2 separate regions of the Cricetulus griseus genome follow, and region 2 is linked to region 1. The links are chromatin contacts, called in public Micro-C maps. All regions are on one chromosome and are shown on one strand. Each heading gives the region's core, a stretch centred on a gene start, on an enhancer-like site or on the middle of the called end of the contact. The rest is flanking DNA. Distances are from core to core; before and after follow the strand shown.

Region 1 (6,802 bases), core at 3,730-6,229:
GGGTGAGAGGAGTCTGAAATGGCAAGGACAGACATCAGATGAGCATTTATTTCATGATGCTTTGGAAGAACCTTGCTGTTTTTTCCACAATGCTGCCCCCTAGTGTTAAATGGGAGCAGTGCAGGGTCAGGAATTCAAGAGCTCACTGTGTTTCCCGCCTAGATATAAGCATATATTAGACGTTCCCAAATATAGAGAAATACTATTAAATAGATGTTTTAAATTTCAAAATTAAAAAGAAACATATCCAGCTGGGCGTTGGTGGCGCATGCCTTTAATCCCAGCACTCGGGAGGCAGAGGCAGGCGGATCTCTGTGAGTTCGAGGCCAGCCTGGTCTCCAGAGTGAGTGCCAGCATAGGCTCCAAAGCTACACAGAGAAACCCTGTCTCGAAAAAAAAAAAAAAAAAAAAAAAAAAAAAAAAAAGAAACATATCCGCCTAAAATTCACATAGTTTGTAAAAATATAAATAAAATTACATTTTAAAAATTATAACAATAATCACACATGTTCGTGATATTTATGGACACTGTGTATCACAGAGCAGGTTGGTTATTCCCTTTAGTTTACAATTCAACTTCACAATGTTTGATGACAGAAGTATCACAATGTTTTATCTGGGGCTCAAAAGATCATTAAAACCCTACATCTGGAACATATATATTGAGACTGAGATTAAAATGAAGTTAGTCCCAACCCAAGATGTGATGGGGTCTTTCTTAAGCATCTAGAAAACATGCATTTTAAATATGGTCGTAAATAATAAGTAAAAAGGGATTGCTGGGAACACCCTGAATAGGACACCACACATTCATCTCAACCCAGACACCAGCACTGTGTTGTACGAGAAAGCAATGGACTGTCCCTCGTTCACAAGTGGAGGAGACAAGCCAACCCTTCTGGAGGTCTTGGGGTCCATACCATTTGGAATCAAAAGACTGATTTTTTTTTGGAGACGGGGTTTCTCTGTGTAGCCCTGGCTGTCCTGGAACTAGCTCTGTAGACTTGGAACTCACAGAGATCCATCTGCCTCCGCCTAGTAAGTGCTAGGATTAAAGACGTGTGCCACCATTGCCTGGCCGGAAAATTAGAAACGAAGAGGTAAATCACTAACGTTCTAGAAGAAAGGTACAATTATGAACTCAGATAAAGGGAAAAATAGTGGAAACGAGACAGTAAGGTGACAGGACAAATAATTAATAGGAACAAAAGCTTCCATATAGCACGCAGGTAGACGACAGAGGACGAAACGTCCCTTTGCCACATCAGCTACGAAAGAAAAGCTTTGGACTTAAATTTAATGTGAAAGAGCTAAAGTAGCAGCACTTCAAACCACTTCTGGAGATACAGAGATTTAGACAAATGGAAATGCAGACTGTGCTCTCAGATGGAAAAACTGAGAGTCATAAACACAACAAAGTAAAATACAAAATGCAAGGCGGCTATAATACAATTGCCCATGGGGTTTGTGGGGGAGAGAACCAGACTTATTGCTTCTAAGGTTTATGTAAAACTAAACATTCCACGCTAGACTCATTACTAATAATTATGTATCATATATTTCAAAGTTACCGAGAGAATAAATTTCAAATATTTTTTCCCTGAAAGAACAAGCATGTGCAGTGATGGGTATATTAAGTAGATTTGATCATCCTACAGTGTATACATGGTAGCTCATGCCTACAATGCTAGCTTTTGGAGGCTGGAGCAGGAAGATCATGAGTTCAAGGCCAGCCCAGGCAACATAGACAGACTGTTTTAAAAACGAAAACAAAAATCACATTGCACCCCACAAATATACTCAATTATTATCGGTCAATTAAAAAAGAATAGCTAGGAAACTTCTGCTAAAAGGAATAGTGAGATATATATATATATTTTTTCAGACAGGGTTTCTCTGTGTAGCTTCAGAACCTGTCCTGGAACTCGCTTTGTAGACCAGGCTGGCCTTGAACTCAGAGATCTGCCTGCTTCTGCCTCCCGAGTGCTGGGATTAAAGGCATGAACCACTGTTGTGATAGAGGGAAAGGGGGAACCTTGGTGGATCCCAAGGCAGGCTAGGGTGACCGAGGCGGGGGACAAACATGCCTGGCAGACAGAACTTAGTGAGAAGTTTTACTAGAAAGGGAAAGGGGAGGGGAAAGGTAAATAGACACCTAGACACTGAGACAGAGAGAGGACAGAAGAGGGGAGGGAGAGAGGAAAAGTCCTGTGGGCCGAGGGGAACAGCGGGAAAGAGACGGTAATTGGGCAGGGGCCTTTCTTTTAAAGGGGTCCTTTGTACCGGTGTGTAGACTACACAACCATGGAACCCTGGGCTGACCAGGGTTCTGCCTGTCTGCATCCTGCCAGGTGACAGGGGCAGGCCAGCATGCCGCCTGAATCCTTACAGCCACCACCTCCTGACTTGACAAAGGGTAATTCTACAAAATACTAAAAAATATCATGAAATTATAAGGATTTTAAAGCAGATTAGACAGATCAATGAAAGGTATTTGAAAGGGGAGTCAAGAAGCAGGCTGATGCACATAGATTTTATTATTACTATATTATATTTTTCTATAATATTATTATTTCATTTTAAGCATGTGAGTGTTTGCCTGCATGTGTATCTATGCACCTTGGGCATGCCTGATGCATGTGGAGGCCAGAGAAGGGCACCAGAGCCCTTGGAACTGGAGTTACAGATGGTTGTTAACAACTGTGTGGGTGCTGGGAACTGAACCTGGGTCCTCTGCAAACAGTCCATTCTCTTAACCGTTGAGCAACCTCTCCAGCCCTGATTTTTCTTATGTTTTAGAGATGAACTTTTGAATCACTGGGGAAAATGAAACCAAAAGAATAATGGGATCTGGGAGATTCGTGCAAATGCAGCTGTACCCTTTATTTTCCACCAACATACATTCTAGGTTCAGAGTTGGGAGTCTAAATGGTCACCCTGTAAATATCCTAGAAGCAAGAGATAATTCTTTCTTAACCTCAAAGGGATGAGGTTTTACAAAGTATGACATGAAAACGGGGTGGGGTGGGGGAGCCTGACATGCTGGTCACAGGCATGTATTCTTTTAATCCTGACACTTGGGAGGCTGAGGCAGAAAAGTTATCGAGTTTGAGGTCAGCTTGAGCTACAGAGAAAGACTTATCTAAAAAATTCCAACCACCAACAATAAATGAGGGAAAAGATGGGGAAATGAAAGTGTGGGCAAAATCTAGAAGAAGACCACGATTTAGAGTGTTCCAGTCTCATATTGTGCAAGGCCGGAAGCATTGAGGACCATCTGAACCTCTCTTACAACAAGAGAGTCAAGAGACATGAACTAAACTTTAATGAAAACCCGAGATAATGAGAGTCTGTTGTCCAGAGCACATAAAAGCCATGAAGGATGGAATATTGACAGAGAGGGCACGATAGAGGGCAAAGGTCAGCGTAGCACTGACTAACACACTTGCCTTTGAGAACTGCAATAAGATGGATTACAGTACTGGAACACTGGGTAGTCAGAATAATGAGCTGACAGAGGATGCTCCAGAGAGTGTCAGAAACGACTGAGCCTTAATTATCACATTCTGCTGTCCATCAGAAATGAGGTACCAAGGCCTTTACTTGCTGGCTGAACTGGCAACACGAGGGCAGTGCAACTCTATGGGTCTGTCTTGCAGAGAGTGTCAGCCTGGAGGACAGAAGTTAAGGGTGAGAGGTGAAGTGAGTGGGACTGGGTAGGGCATGTGCACACTCTCCCTCCCCCTTTCTCTCTGGCAGGTCTTGTCCTATAGTCCAAGCTGGCCTTAAACTCAAGATTCTATTGCCTCAGCATCCCAAGTGCTGGGATTAGGTGTGCAGCACCACAGCAAGGTCTCTTGCCTTTCTTGAAGTTTGTTGTTTTAGTGGATGGGGCTCCTTTTTTTGCTTGTTGAATAATGTATCTGTTTTTGAGGATCAATTAATCTCTTTAAAAATCTCTTGAGATTATAGTGTAATTATACCATTTCCCCCTTTGCTCCCTCCAAAACCTTCCATAGAGCACACTCTTCCCTCCCCATTGCTCTTTTTTAAATTCATAGTCTCTGTCGTGGTTTGAATGTAATTGGCCCCCATAAACTCATAGTGAGTGGCACTACTGGGAGGTGTAGCTTTATTGGAGTATGTGTGTCCCTGTTGGAGGAATTGTGTCACTATAGGGGTGGGCTTTGAGGTTTCCTATGCTGAAGATACTACCCAGTGTCTCAATTGACTTCCTGTTGCCTCTGGATCAAGATGTAGAATTCCCAGTTCTTTCTCCAGCACTGTATCTGCCTGCAGGCTGCCATTTCCCACCATGATGACAATGGACTGAATCTCTGAACTGTAAGCCTCCCAATTAAATGTCTTCTTTATAAGAGCTGCCAAACAAACATGCTCTATAACAGACCACATACTGAGATACAGAAAAAAAATTCAACATATTCCAAATAATTACTTTGCAGATCACATTTTTATCACAATAAATTAAAATTAGGAGGAACCTGTGGGCTATCAAGGAAAACATAATTAAAAACCTGATGAGTTTAGAGCCGATGCTGGTTTTATTTATTAAAACATGTGAAAAAAGTGGTCCTTACCAAAAAACCTCATAATTTTAACATGGACTTCTTAGGAAAACAGGGAGAAGGAAAATAAATCAAGTCACCTGCTGGAAAGGGAAATCCAGAGTAACCTACGAGAGTGGGGAAAACAGCTTGATTAACTGAAAACTGTTGCCTAAAAATAATGTTTTCATTATCATCACCTGTCAAATGAAGGTAAATGGTCATGAAGCCCAACCTTCTTTATGAAGGTAGAGTGTGAACCTGATAACAAGGAAACAATCACAACACACTGTGGCTTAATTCAAAATTATTCATATACACATAACATACGACGATATCCCAGGAACACTGTCAAGGGTAAAGCATTCTAACTCACGCAGTCCCCACCCACTGGAAGGTAATGGAAGTGAATCATGATATATTCACACGACATGTGTCAAGCAGTAATAAAGATGAGTAGGTTATAGCCTCACACGTCCTCACAGAGGAATCTTGCAAACACAAGCCAAAAGCCAAGTTGCAGAGACTTTGATATGTGTTCACTCCCTTAAAACAAACATGCACAAGACGATACTTGAGGGATACATGCATTCACGGTGAACGTATACACAAACACAAACACATGGAAATGATAAGTAATAGATTTGAGATGATGGACAACCCTGAGGAACAGGGGGTGGATACAGGATCCTGGAGTCACTGGAGCACAATTGTGTGCATGGGTCAAGGTATTGCATTTCAACTTTGATGATGGATGTGTGAGGGTGCAGCACACTAATATACACACTTTTCTGTGGTTTTAATGATGACACGTGGCCTCTGTGACATTTGCTGTATGTTATTAGAGACTAAAACACACAACACAAATCTCCTTTAAAAGGCTTGCAGGTCTAAAATCTACCCTTGATGCTCAGGAACCTTGCTCTCGGCTGACTCTTGGACTTGAAGCTGTGTAGTGAGACTGATGGCTGTCCCTGGCATGTATAATGAGGAAGGTTTAGCTCTTCCATTTGTGTGGACTACTTACTTGGTAAATGGAAAAATTGGCTGGCTCTCTGATGAAACCATATGCAAAGGTGTTACTGGGAGAAGTTTTGTCTGAGGAATATTTTGTTAGGTGAAGCAAAATATCACTCCTTGTATCCATTTCCGCTTCTCTTCCTGGAGATTCAACCCATACCATGTTGGTAGAAGTAACTATATTCAGCCTGTGTTTATATTACATTGAATTTACAAAACCTCTGTTTGAATAGCATCCATTTAAGGCATTATATGTAAACAAAGTAGATTTTGATCTGTGTCAGAGCTGAGTTCAGAAGAAGCTGCATAAAGATGGGACATTGATAAAGTTAGAACCTTCCCCCACGGACTTACGTTATGATTTTAGATGCTTTAGTTTCCCACTGAAAGCCTTCAGTGAATGGTGAAAAGAGTCAATAACATTCTAGCTGTAAAAATCTCTAGAAATGCCTAATGAGAGCTTTTCAACTGCTTAACGCTCATTTTCTAATGGAATCTTTCTTAATGTGTGTATTTATAGCTCCTATTCACCAAGACCCAGCCACCAAACCTTTCCATGTACACATAATTATTCATCTAATTACTGTCACACAGTGTTGTTATCAGCTGGGCTTTGCTGTGATATACATGGTGAAGAGCATGTAAAAACAGGGTGATTGGTCAAGCTTTTTTTAGAGTGGTTATGCAAGTCCAGGGGATGGGCAGAAGATGGTGTGACTTCTCCTTTGCCATAGAAATGCCTTGCTTCTGTTTGGTGGTGCATTTGGAGACTTCCCTCTGCCAATCTCTAACCTTTGTAATGATGGCTTATGTCCAGTATTTCAGGAAAAGAAATGGTGGGAACATTTCAGCCAAAGAAATGTTCCTGTCAATTAGGGCCACTGGAAAACAGACCTCTGCATGGCAGGGGCAAGAGAGTGGTGAATCTAGGCAAGGGATGAGTATCAGGCTTAAAGAGATGGCAAGATGCTCTCTGTTCAGGGATAGGCCTCAGGAAGGAGGATTGGTTCAGAGTAGAAACTTGTGACAAGGCGTTCAAACACCTTATATAACCAAATAATAGCATTAATGATGTTCATGGCATCTCAGACATACTCCCAAGTGTTCAGTCTTTTGTCTTGGGCTGGACTTCCCTTCCAAGCTCCCCCAACTACTTGCCACTGCTTAAATCCAGGGTGTTGTGAGGGTTCATTATATGCCAACTTGACGGGGTGGCA
Region 2 (6,807 bases), core at 103-2,602, 270 kb after region 1:
ACCCAAACAGCATCAGCATCAGTATCTGGGAAGGGCACATGGAAACATCGCAGCATGGATGCTTTATACCCCACTGCCGTGAGAACCGTTCTAGCTTCACAAGACCTGGGCCACTCCCAGCAGAGTTTATCCAGGAGAGTGGAGCGACCACAACCTTCCCTGAGGTCCCACCTGTTGCATGTTGCCCCACCTCAATGTACATTGAAGATCAAGCTTCCAGGGCACCTGTGACAGCTGATGCACTGAGAGATAAGGCAAAGCAGCTGGTGAGCCCAACTGATGTCTCAGGCAGACTACAGGGAGTTGGCAATGTCTGAGAAGGATTTGTTCACTGATACCTCTGTAGTGTCATCCCTGCCCAGTACCCATTTCCAGGGCATTCCATCCCACACATATTGTGCAACAGGGAAGGGGTGTGCCTACACCCCTTCAGACCCCAGAGATCCTTGCAAGGTGTGTGAGCTGCAGAGACAGTACGGAGAGGAGGGGGACTACAACAAGAGGAAAACTGAAGGAGTGCTGGCGCACCATTCCAGGAAGAAGTGGCATAGTCCTCACTTGCCGCTGTGGTCCTCATCTGGGACCATAACAGGAAATATCTCCCAAGACCTGATGCCCCTGGAATTTGCAACCTGCAGCAGGATGCCTGGATTTTCTAAGCAATATTTCTGCACACCGTGGTCAGAAAGAGTGAGAACCAGTTGTGGTGGAGGCTGGGGGACCACCCATCTCCCTTGGACTTTCAGTTTGCACAGGCCCACTCCTGAGTGCCTGCCTGCTTACACAGGCTTACTCATCCTTGTAGTCCATCCATAAAGTAGGCAGAAAGTGGGAAAAATTAAAAGCTAAAGAAAGCAGCTGGAGAGTGATGGGAATGAGAGGTAGATACCCACATCCCTCCCCACTGGGGGTTGGGGGGGCAGAGAGCCCCTTTGGGGTTAAGCCTCAGTTTCCTGAATTAGCAACTGACTTACTGGCATCCCTTCCCCTTGTGTCAGCACCTACGCAAGGTGTTTCCCTCCTGGGCTTAAGACTTGCACTTGAACCCTGTCCCAGAGCTTGTTTCTGAGGGAACTCAAAGTCAGACCTCAAGGGAGGCAGAGGGCAACTGCTGGGACTGGAAGGCAGCCTTTGAATCCCAGCCCCTTCGTGTGTGAGGAATTCCCTGTTCCAGGAAGACTCTGGACAAGTCAGTTGTGCATAAATTAAAGTATCAGTGTTTGCAGTGAGACTGGGGCAGTACTAAAACATGTCATGTTGTCCACAAATCTGAATAAAGCTCAGGCTGGCAACAACCGCTGGGAAGCATAGCCCACTGATGTGTCATCCACAGTGAAATGGAAAAGACTGTAGTCTGAGTCAGAGTGTTATTTCCAGCATTTGGCCTGACATTGCAGTCGTTGAGGGGTGCTGTTCTTGAGGGCTATCTTCCTGCAGGGTAAGGTCCTTCTGGCATTTTCCAGGGGCTGCCTAACTCTTCTCTCAGGGGAAATCAGCCTTACTAAGCCCCAGTGCCCACAAACCCACTGCATTTAGTTACTGTTTCTGACCAGTCTCTAGATATAGATGGCAGGTTCCTTTCCCTGGCCTGTGGTGTCCTCTCTGAAAAGCCACTGAAAAAGGTGGTTAAGGGGGATAAGTAGATACCAGGGGCAGGTGAGTGGGTGGGTTGGTTGGTTGACTTGCTTGCTGTCCTGGGGATTGAACCCAGGGTCTCTCAAGTGTTGCATGAGTTCTCTAGCACTGATATATACTCCCAGCCCAACATGTTTGGGTTAAAATTCTGCTAAGCACTGAAATCTATGCATCTGCATGAAATCCCATGCAGAGGAGCATTACCGTCTCCATTCACAGAAAAAGAAGTGAGACTCTCAGTGGCCTGCTGTGTAGCCTGCCGAGGACCCCATGAGCAAGATGCAAAAAGCTGGGCTGTGTGGTGGGTGCTGCCCTCCCTCCTTCCATCTTCTCTCAGCATCAGAAACTGTTTCCCCACATGGCTAGTTAGGTGATATGGCAGGTGGTTGATGAGTAGAGCATAATGCCTCTACCCCTGGGGAGAGGGGCACATTGTCCTTCTGTGTCTAGAAGGAAGCATCTGGCCCCAGCTTCTTCTGAGGACCAGGCAGGTGAGAAAGTGGCCTCTGGACTGTACCTTTGTACTCAGTCCCCTTTCCCTCAGAGTGGCTTCCTTAGGGTCCATGCTAGGATCCTAGGGAAGAGGTTTGTGGGAAGCAGGGTCTTAGCACCCATCCCTACCTGCCTGGTGTTCTAGCCCTCATCCAAAGCCATGCCAGAAGCATTTCCTCACCCCTTGCCCTGTGACAGGCCTGCAGTTTTACAGTCATGGGTAGTGCGATCTTGAAGCTTAATTCTGAGCTGTATCTTCGACCAGCTTCAAAATACCCATGGCTCCTAACTACCCCCAAAGTGAAAGCTGGGCTTTCATTCAAGGCGCTCCATCATGGAGCCTAGGTGAGGTGTCGTGAGTTCATTCTACAGCCACTGGCTCCATGCCTGTCCTGTCCTGGCTGAGTCTGGGATGGTTGGGAGGTGTCCCTGAGCCTGCGCTCAACCCTGTGCTTCAGTGGTAGTCACACTGTCCACCTAGAGCCAGCACCACGTTTCATGACTCCTGCACAATACCCAGCACTGGGCAAACTTTGGTCACCCCTTAATTCTGGGCGTCTTTCTCTTTGTGCTTAGGCTGTAGCGTACACTGCCAGAGAGAGTGCCATAAAACACTGTACAAAAAATTGCAAACGAACTCATTTTGTTTAAAAAAAAAGTTGTCAAAATATTTTTACATGGAACTGGTAGCAGAATTGTGCTTCCACATCAACACCATAAAGAACAAGACACGCTGGTGTCTTCTAGAGGGTGCCCTCTGAGGAGAGAGGGGAGCACAAAGAGACCTCCACACGGAGCGCAGTCCATAGCGAAGACTGGGGCTGGTGAAACTGCAGCTGCTCATGGTTTGGTCTCTCACTCTGGTCAGGATTTGTTGCCTTTGCCCAAATAGTTATCAGGTCTGACTCAGAAGACAGGAAGATGATTCTTTTTTTTTTTTTTTTTTTTTTTTTTTTTTTTTTTTTTTTTTTTTTTTTGTCTGCCATCTGTGTTCACAGAAAGACCCCTTGAGAGCTCCTACCAGTGGCTAAGCTTTCTAAGGTAGGCAGCTGTCAATCTCCCTACTATCCACACCCTTAACTACCCGGGTCTCTGTCCCCCGCAGGCTCTCTGTTTCCGCAGCTGAAGCCATCAGAGGGCGTCTTCAAGGTCATCTTCTGGCTGGGCTACTTCAACAGCTGTGTGAACCCGCTCATCTACCCCTGCTCCAGCCGCGAGTTCAAGCGCGCCTTCCTGCGCCTCCTCCGCTGCCAATGCCGCCGACGCCGCCGACGCCTGTGGCGCGTCTATGGCCACCACTGGCGAGCCTCGACCGGCGATCAGCGCCCCGACTGTGCCCCCAGCCCGCTCGTCGCGCCCCCGGGAGCCCCCCTTGCCCTCACTGCACACCCGGGCCCAGGCTCTGCAGGCACGTCCGAGGCACAGGCAACGGTCTCCGGCCGTCGAAAGCCCGCCTCCGCCCTCCGGGAGTGGAAGCTGCTCGGGCCGCTGCAGAGACCCACAACCCAGCTGCGAGCGAAGGTGTCCAGCCTGTCCCACAAGATCCGCTCTGGGGGCGCACGGCGCGCGGAGGCTGCCTGCGCCCTGCGCTCGGAGGTGGAGGCGGTGTCTCTAAGCGTTCCCCAAGAAGTGGCAGAGGCTGTCATCTGCCCTGCCTATGAGCCAGCCGACTACAGCAATCTCCGGGAGACTGACATTTAGAGACCGAGCCCCAGGTTGGGGGATGTGCTGGGGCCAGGGATGGGGTGCATTTTGGGATGCTGCCTTTGGATCCAGGACTCTAACCAAGCGGCTGCCCCGTCTCACTCTAGAGCAGCAGCAACTGGACCTGGGGTCGGAGCGCTTCGTAGGTGGTGGGGTTATGGCGCCCCCTGCTGGACATAGGTGTCCAGAGCTCTTCGTGGACGGGAAAAGACTACAGAATTCACCGTTCTCATCCAGTCTGAGAAACTGCTTAGTCAGCTGGTCCTGAGGTCTGGGCCGAAGATTTTAGGTATGGCCACTCGCCTTGGGGAGGAAGAGGTACAGATTCTTGTTTTGCTGCTCCTAGGGTAAAGATCAGTGGGCAGTTTCTACTCCTCTTGCCACCTGAAGAAATCGGTAGACCTACCTACCATAGGACCTGCGATACTGCAAGCGTCGGTGGCGTATTGAATGCCCGCCATACAAATCTGTTGTTTTTCACCCTAGGCCCACTGCCTCCTCCCCACATTCCTAACGTGTATGCACCCTTCACCCGGCCCCGCCCTCACTATTCCTCCCAGGGGCCTTACTGTTTACACTCTGTACATAATTCATTGTGCCTGTCTGTGCCCATCACTTCTCACTGGGATTCCAGGCTGCCGACAGGGGAGAGCCAGCCTTATTTATCATTTTGAAACCTATTTATTGGTAAGAGTACTTCTATTTTGTTCAGACTTGCTAACTGTCCATCTTTGGCCTGTAATTCATATAGAGCCCCACCCCCCTTTTCTGAATTCCTTAGACGACAGGATAGGCTATGTTCACCTTGCTAGTTTTGTCATAACTGATAGTTGCTGCCCTTTGGGGCTTTTTTGTTTTGTTTTGGTTTGGTTTGGTTTGGGGTTTTTTTTGGTCGGGGAGGGGGGACAGGTCAGAAACATATTTGGGAGTTGGTTCTCTCCTTCATGGATGTCACTGTCCTTTGGATCTGTTAGCAAGGCTAAAGGACTTTGGAGCTTTGTTGGCTTTTAAAAGTCACAAAAGCACAAACTTTTTTTTTGTCAGCCTCCCTAGATGCATCTGTGATGCTCTGAGGGCCTCAGGGAACATGTTGACTACCAATGCAACTGGGAAAACATTACATGAAAGGATATATTCACCCAAGCTGACGAGTTTGTTGAGAAAGCCCACCCCTGGGAGTCATATTCCTTAGCCCTGAGTAAAGGCATACATCCCATGATCGTGAGCAATTCCGTCTCTAAAGCAAAATACCAACCACATTTATCCAGCCTGCATGGGTATGATAACTAACCTATGGGCCCTTAGAAGGACAGCTATCTAGACAATGCCCTGAAACTGGCGCCAACATGGATAGGTGGTGTGAACCCAAAGTGTCTATCCTCTACTAAGGGAACAGCCTACCTGGAGTATCATCACAATTCCAAGCCTTCCTTGGTAATTTTACAAGGTTAGAGAGAAATGGTAGCAGGGCTTAGAAGAGTGTGTTTTTCAAAGTGAGCTGAGATCTGGGTTTGCAGAACTGGCCTTTCCTAAGCACCCAGATACAGAGAAGTTATAGCAGGTACTGGAAATATGTTACATACACCAAAGAAGAGCCCATTTGTATCTACCCACCTCCTTAAAACTAGGGGACAGGCTCTGCTATCTTCTCACAGAGTTGAGATCCATGGGTCAAGTCAGAAGTCAGTGAGTGGGTAGTTCCCCCAGTGTCAAGTAATTGAGCTTTGGCCTCTTGGGTAGGAGTGAGCCAGGTTTGCTTCAAAAGCTAACTTAGGTTTGGGGGACCCACCCAGTGGGAGTGGAGGTGATAGGATTGACAACCTACTCAGTGTTTGTGCCAAGTGTGATAATCATCTCAGGGCTGGACCCTATCCCCTGGGTACACCGCTGCTCCCCACACCAGGAATGGAGTTTAAGTGAGGCGGGGAAGGCTTCAGAGCCTAGAGAGGTCATCTCCAGTAGAGGCCTCCAGTGATCTTGTTCTCATAGCTGATAAAGCCCTACTGCTCATCTCACTCCTGGGATATGACAGGATCACGGCCAAGAGGATGGATGGAATAGTGACGGACTGGGGGAATATTGCAAGCGACGTGAGCAAACTCTGGGAGGATGTACCATTCCTTGGGTCCTTGGGTGCTTCAGCCCCTCAGCCCATCCTACAAATTTGACTAGAGACTGTGAACTGCTTGTAAGACATGAGGCCTCTGCCCTCATGTGATCTTAGAGGATACTAGAGGATACGGCCTGAAGGCATCTATGGTTGGGGGAAGGGTGATCCTATGAGATGTGACAATGACTGAAGCAAGCTTTAAAGGACACCACTGTTTGTCCAAGTACCCATGCCCACCTTAGCCTCATTCCTGCCTCCTACCCCCAGGGTCCTAGCTGCCAACTAACCACTCACCTTTCCTTACTTCCCACACTCTTCCTCTGACCCAGGTGCTTTTGCAAGTCACCAGGGACCTCCGGCTTCAGCCCCATGCGAATGGCGTCTGCTCTGGTGTCACCCTTTCCCGATGTGCAATCTGCTGAAACTAACTCACGTTCATTCCTGCCTCCCTTCCCCTTTCCCCTTCCTCCAAAGGCTCCCCTCTACCCTAAACGTTCCCAGGGATTGTATTCCTCTTCTCAACTCTCCACATAACCTCATCCACTCCAAGTCTCAGTGACCACTTACACACGAATGAGTCCCGGGGACTGCCTTGAGCTCCAGATGTGTGGTCAACCTCCCAGACACACCCCAAGGCCATTTACTTCCCACAGAGCCCCTGAGAATGCCCTGCCACCTCCGCTCTCCAACATCTTGACTTCGCATCTTTCCACGATCTCCTTCACAGATTCCCAGCTCTGAGCAAGCTCCAAGCATCCTGTAGTCTCTCAGGTCACTCACATCCAGCCTGCATCCAGTGGGATGAGAGTCCTCATGTCCCCAAACGAAGATATGCCCTGTACTTCTATTGTAGCCAATGCTCCTCC

What was found. A called contact is a pair of places that touch in the nucleus more often than the background predicts.
Region 2: a contact with region 1 is called in a Micro-C map of the CHO-K1 cell line, with 10 times the contacts expected there. The contact joins two enhancer-like sites. A contact is called at or near these places in 7 of 8 Hi-C or Micro-C datasets (the CHK-Q cell line, the CHL-YN cell line, the CHO-K1 cell line and 2 more).

Annotation. Positions count from the first base shown.
Region 1 is chr6:46,771,707-46,778,508 of CriGri-PICRH-1.0, forward strand. No RefSeq gene overlaps it. Among named protein-coding and RNA genes, the nearest start is that of Prnp, 96 kb to the left of the region's middle. Within about 2 kb of position 4,980, at least 2 of the 6 cell types and tissues checked have open chromatin away from gene starts, as enhancers often do. A contact at or near this core is called in the CHO-K1 cell line and fibroblasts, where this site is marked.
Region 2 is chr6:47,045,604-47,052,410 of CriGri-PICRH-1.0, forward strand. It overlaps Adra1d (alpha-1D adrenergic receptor), which reads left to right. Exons shown (of 2, transcript XM_027421732.2): 2 at 3,233-5,060. The coding sequence ends at 3,828. Among named protein-coding and RNA genes, the nearest start is that of Adra1d, 17 kb to the left of the region's middle. Within about 2 kb of position 1,353, at least 2 of the 6 cell types and tissues checked have open chromatin away from gene starts, as enhancers often do. A contact at or near this core is called in the CHO-K1 cell line and fibroblasts, where this site is marked.